2 separate regions of the Canis lupus genome follow, and region 2 is linked to region 1. The links are chromatin contacts, called in public Hi-C maps. All regions are on one chromosome and are shown on one strand. The core of a region is the stretch at or near the end of the contact, and the rest is flanking DNA. Distances in the headings are between cores, read along the strand shown.

Region 1 (2,700 bases), core at 29-2,528:
TCAGAGGTGAAGAGAGCTCTCGAAGGCGGCCCCTGCACCAGAGCCCCACATCAACCACCACACGCACCTGCTACCTCTCGAGATGCTCCCTTGCTGCGGCCCAGGGACCCCGAGTTCTCCCGCTGAGGAGCCAAGACAGGAGAGCCGCCGCGGATCGGACTGGAGGCTGGAGGCACTGTCCCATGGACCAGCATCCCAAACTTGACTGAAACTGAAGCGCGCGGAGGCCGCGCTCCAGCCGTGACCCCTCGCACGAGGTCACCGCGATCCCGCCACAGGACGCCGGGAAGCCTCGGGACGCAGAGGCGCCGGTCGCCGGAGCCCGCGGCCTCGTTTCCGGGAAGACTCGGCCACACTGTACTCCTCGCGTCTTCTCGAAGGAACCTCAGGCCTCCGACCTCCAGCTCTGCACCGCGCCTCCCGCCCGGAGCCCAACACTCGCCGCCACTCTCCTTTCCTTCCGCGTCTCGCCCGCCGGAAGTGACGCACCGGAAACGGCCCGGCTCCCACGGGGGCGGGGGACGGAGATGGCGGCGCCCAGCAGCCGGTGAGGAGAGAGGACACGGGGATCCCTGGGAGCGGCCGGACTCGCGCGTTATGGCCGCGTCCCCGCACACTCTTTCCTCACGCCTCCTGACAGGTACGGCACCCGTCCTTGGGCACGGCTTTGAGAAAATTCTCATCTTGTTGCCACGTGCAACGCCGTGGTTCCGGCTGGCCGCAACCTTGGGAGCCCTTGGCGAGGTCGGCTGGGCACCGGAGGCGAGGAAGTGACCTCTGGAGCAGCCTGAAGTGTGAAGCGGCCGTGGAGCCGGGGTCTGGTCCTGCACTGTGGCCCGGGGGTCCGCACAGCCTCCACCTCCCACCCCCTCCGGCGGGGGCGGTTGCGGCTGCTACTTACTTTCGGTTTCCCGAGGGGAGGCTGGAGGAGAGGATGGAGCAGAGCCTTGGGACCCCACGAGTCTCTGGCCCTCCCAGAGCCTCAGTTCCTACTTACAGGTGTAAGTTACTCGTAAGCTCCCCGTGTGGGGACCGGCGAGCGCTCTGCCCTCATTCAGGACCCTGGACCCCACACAAAGCGCTGTGCAGACCGCGGCGATAACACTGTCGTGATGACGATAAAAGGATGCAGATGGTGACAGCTAGAGGCGGCGGGCCTCGGTCCCTCGCAGACCTTTGGCTTTCTACCATCAGCGTGGGTCTCGATCCCATCCTCCCACTTGTAGGACCCTCCTTCCCACTTGTAACAACGACGTGTTTAAGGTGATAGAGACGTGCGTGCGTGGCCCAGGCTGGGTCTCCGCTCTAGTGGCACCTGTTGAGACACGCCCACCCCGACCACACCTGCCCCTCTGTTCTCGCATCACTCTTATTTCTTTGACCATGGTTAGCACAGTCTGTAATTGTTTGTTTATAGACAGGCTTGTTATGTGTTTCTCCCAACTAGATTGTAAACCCTGTGAAGGTTACAGACGGGTTCCTCTCTGGCTCTTCTCTGCACCCCCCCTCCCCCACCCCCTAAACGGTACCTGGTCTGTATCGTTGGCTCTCCATAATTGTTTGCCCATGAATGGTATTTGTCCATTCACCAGGGAGATATTAAATGTTTTAAAAAGGAGGTTGGGAATTGTTTCGCCTCCAGTAATTTGGATGATAACAAACGGCTGTGTGGGGAAATGTGTTGCTCCTGGTCTGTATTGGAGTTGGGTAGGAGAAGCCAGGGACTCGTTTTTGGGTCGAATCCCGTTTTTTAGGCCTCACCTGTCACGCTCTCTGCAGCACGGAGCAAGGTTGATCACAGCGACTCCCTTAAACTCCCTTCTTCCTTTTCTTTTATCGTATTATTATTTTATGGGTCTCTCTTGGCTGTGTAATCTCAGGGCACATCACTTGTGCTTTCCGGAATTGAGTTTTCTCATCTATAAAATGAGGCAGTTGAACCAGATGATCTCAAAGGTCCCTTCTGGTTCAGAACGAAGGGGGGTGGGGGATGGGAGGGAGTATAAATGAAATGAGATTGGCCATGGTTTTAATAATTGTTGAAGCTGGGGAATAAGTAATGGGAGCTCATTGTATTTGTGTGTTATCGTCTATGACTGAAATTTTTCATAATGACTTTTTTTTTAGGATTTTATTTATTTAAGAGAAAGAGTAAGCAAGAGAGAGAGAGAGTGTGTGTGTGTGTGAAGGAACAAGGGAAGGGGCAGAAGGGAGAATAAGAGGGAGAGGGAGACACAGACTCCCTCCCTGAGCAGGCAGCCCAACACTGGGCTCCATCCCAGTACTCTGGGATCATGACCTGACCTGAAGGCAGACACTTAACACCCTGAGCCACCCAGACGCCCCTGAAAAGTTTTTTAAAAGGTCTGTGATTCTTTTTTCTGTCATCCCTGACCTGGAGTATTCTTTGATCCTGGCCCTAAGCACTTATTCTCAGAGTGAGAATACATCATCCTTACCATCCTTTCTTGGTACTTGAATTGTTACTTCTGTGTAAGGTTTTTCCCTTGTGCGTTCCTTAAATTGGCTGCTTTTCTGCCTTTCAATCCTGTACTTACTTGCAGCTTCCTATGGGAACAATCTTACTTCACTGTTCAGCGTTCCCAGTTCTAGTAAGTGGGCTGCATATGGTTCATATGGTTTGTTGCCAGAGCAGTCTTTTTTTTTTTTTTTAAGATTTTATTTATTTATTCATGAGAA
Region 2 (2,700 bases), core at 41-2,540, 170 kb after region 1:
AAACCTCGTATCGGGACAGCAACTTTCTGCACGTGACTTTCACACCCCCTCTCCGACCACGAAAACTCTCCACCGGCCTCTATATCACGGTCAAGCCTCTTCCCTCGCTGCCCGACCCCGCCCGACCTTTCCCGGCGGTTTGGGAACGTAGGGAAGATTTTTCTTGAGGACAGTTGACACCAATCTCTCGGCTGCCACCCGCAGCCCCAAAGAGACCAAGTCCTGGCAAAGAATAAGAAGGAAAAACTTTTTTTTCATATAAAGTTTGACAGCCACTTAAACTGCCTAAACCGGTGCCCCTTCCGAGTCCCCGCGGCGTGGGGCGGTGGGGCCTGGGGGCCGCAAGCATCCGTGGCCTGACTCTCGCTCCTCCCACCCCCTTCCTTCTGCACATCACACACACACACACACACACACGCACACACGTCACGAGCCCGCCAGCCAGACACCTGGATCTGGACTCGAGTCCCGACGCGAGCGCAGCGACACGCCAGGGCGGGCTCTCGCGGGGAGCGAGCGCGTGAAGGTGCGCGGGAGCGGGAGCGCACCGCATCTCGGCTGCGCGGGTCGGACCTGTCCCCACGCCCTGTCACTCGGGCGTCCTCCCGCCATCCGCTCCTGTCACCAGCCCCTGGCTCCGCCCCCCGGCTCCGCCCCGCGCCCCGCAGCCAATAGGCGCCCCCGACCTCTCTCCACCGCCCCGAGCCCTTTCCACACCCCCACGTTCCGGGAGCCGGTTGGCTGCGGCGCGCTCCGCGGAGCGCCCGTAGTCGCGGGGCGCTCGGGGCTCCTGGTAGGCGGAGCGGCCCGTCACTCCGGCAGGCTGGGCCCGCCCCCCCACCTCGGTCTCTCGCTCTCTTCCTGCGCAGTTCTTCGCAGCCTCCGCGGGGAAGTGCCGGGGCCGCTCCCCGGGCTCGGCCGGCAGCACCGCGAGGAGGCGAGCGGCCGTGCGCCCCGTCTGCGGTGAGCAGGGAGCGGGAGAGCGGCGTTGTCCCGCCCGAGCCGGAGCAGCCCCTCGCCCAGCAGCAGTTGCCGCCACCCCGACTTTCGTTCCAGTTGAGGCTCCTCCCGGGCAACATGTCAAAAGCCGCCACCGCTACAGCTGCCGCCGCCACCTGGGGAAGAGCAGCGGCGGCGGCGGCGGCGGCGGCGGCGGCGGCGGGCGCGCGGGGGCAATAAGCCGAGCCGCCCCGGCGTCCTGCGGGCCAGGGAACCCTCTGCGCGCTCGCAGCCCCGGCGGGCCCGCGCCATGTGCTGAGCCATGTCCCTCGCCGCGCCCCCGGGCTGCGCATGGGGCAGCGCCTGAGCGGCGGCCGATCCTGCCTCGATGTCCCCGGCCGGCTCCTGCCGCAGCCGCCGCCGTCCCCGCCGCCGGTGAGGAGGAAGCTCGCGCTGCTCTTCGCCATGCTCTGCGTCTGGCTCTACATGTTCCTGTACTCGTGCGCCGGCTCGTGCGCCGCGGCGCCGGGGCTGCTGCTGCTGGGCTCGGGGTCCCGCGCCGCCCACGCCCCGCCGGCCCTGGCTGCGGGGCCCGACGGGACTGCCCCCAGGCTGCCGTTCCCGGCGGCGCCGGCCACCCCGCCGGCCGCGGGCCAGGAGCCGGCCGAGGGCGCCGCGAGCCAGGAGGAGCCGAGTCCCGAGGCGCCGGACCCCCCCAGCTCCATCTCCAGCTTCTTCAGTGGGTCCGGGAGCAAGCAGCTGCCGCAGGCCATTATCATCGGCGTGAAGAAGGGCGGCACGCGGGCGCTGCTCGAGTTCCTGCGCGTGCACCCCGACGTGCGCGCCGTGGGCGCCGAGCCCCACTTCTTCGACCGCAGCTACGACAAGGGCCTCGCCTGGTACCGGTGAGTCTGCGCCCGGGGCCGGGGGCCGGGGCGGCGGGGCGGCGGGGCGGCGGCCGCGGTCGGGACCGGCAGAAGAGGGAGGGAGGGAGAGAGAGGTGGCGTGTGCTGGGGAGGTGACAGGGGCACAGCCCGCGACCACCGGTGGGGCGGGGAGGGACAGACGGAGGGAGAACCCGCGGCGCCCAGAACCCGCCCCAGGCTGGTGCGCGGGGCTGGTGCGCGGGGCCCCGCGCTCTCCACGGCGCAGAGAAACTTCTCGAGGAGCTCCGGCGGCTCCGTGGCCCACGGTGCTCCTCGAATTGGTCAAAGAAGGGGGCCCCGCGACTGGGATGGCGCCCAGGGGAGCGCGCAGCCCTCTAGTCGTGGCCGTTGCGCAAACCAAGCGATCCAGTGTTGCTTGTGTTTTAATTTTTTTTCCTCGCGGAGCCCGGGACGTGGTGCGCCCAGCCCGACGCGGTCTCCACCCTAGAGCAACTTCTGCTCCCCAGATGGGGATGGGGGCGGGGGGGGGGGAGACGGTGTCTGCAAACTTTTTTTTGTTAGGATCGTGCTCCTTGCTGGAATCCGCGGAGGGTCGGAGCCGCCTGGCTGGCGGGCTGCTTGGGCTCGGGAGGGTGAGCTGGGCGGCTGGCCCGGCGCCTCCGCCTGGCGGACGGGGAGACCCGCGGGCGGCGCGGAGCGTGGAGCGGTGCTGGTCCCTGTCGGGCAAAGGCGCGCACTGCAGCCGGCGGGGAGCGGCGCGCAGCTTGGAAGGCTCCGGGGCGCCTCGGGCTCCGCTCGCTGCCCTCCGCCTCCGGGGCCCGGGTGCCGGGAGAGCGCGGGCACGGACGCGCGTCTCCGCGGGCCCGGTACACGT

Evidence for each region. A called contact is a pair of places that touch in the nucleus more often than the background predicts.
Region 2: a Hi-C map of blood shows a contact between it and region 1, with 2.4 times the contacts expected there. The contact joins the promoter of LOC489516 here to the promoter of LOC119871857 in region 1. A contact is called at or near these places in 2 of 9 Hi-C or Micro-C datasets (amygdala and blood).

Annotation. Positions count from the first base shown.
Region 1 is chr5:38,071,612-38,074,311 of UU_Cfam_GSD_1.0, forward strand. It overlaps LOC119871857, which reads right to left and starts at 1,279. Exons shown (of 2, transcript XM_038536945.1): 1 at 68-1,279. The coding sequence starts at 683. COX10 (protoheme IX farnesyltransferase, mitochondrial) reads left to right here and starts at 480. Exons shown (of 7, transcript XM_038536944.1): 1 at 480-640. The coding sequence starts at 598.
Region 2 is chr5:38,240,164-38,242,863 of UU_Cfam_GSD_1.0, forward strand. It overlaps LOC489516 (heparan sulfate glucosamine 3-O-sulfotransferase 3B1), which reads left to right and starts at 1,291. Exons shown (of 2, transcript XM_038536946.1): 1 at 1,291-1,844. The coding sequence starts at 1,291.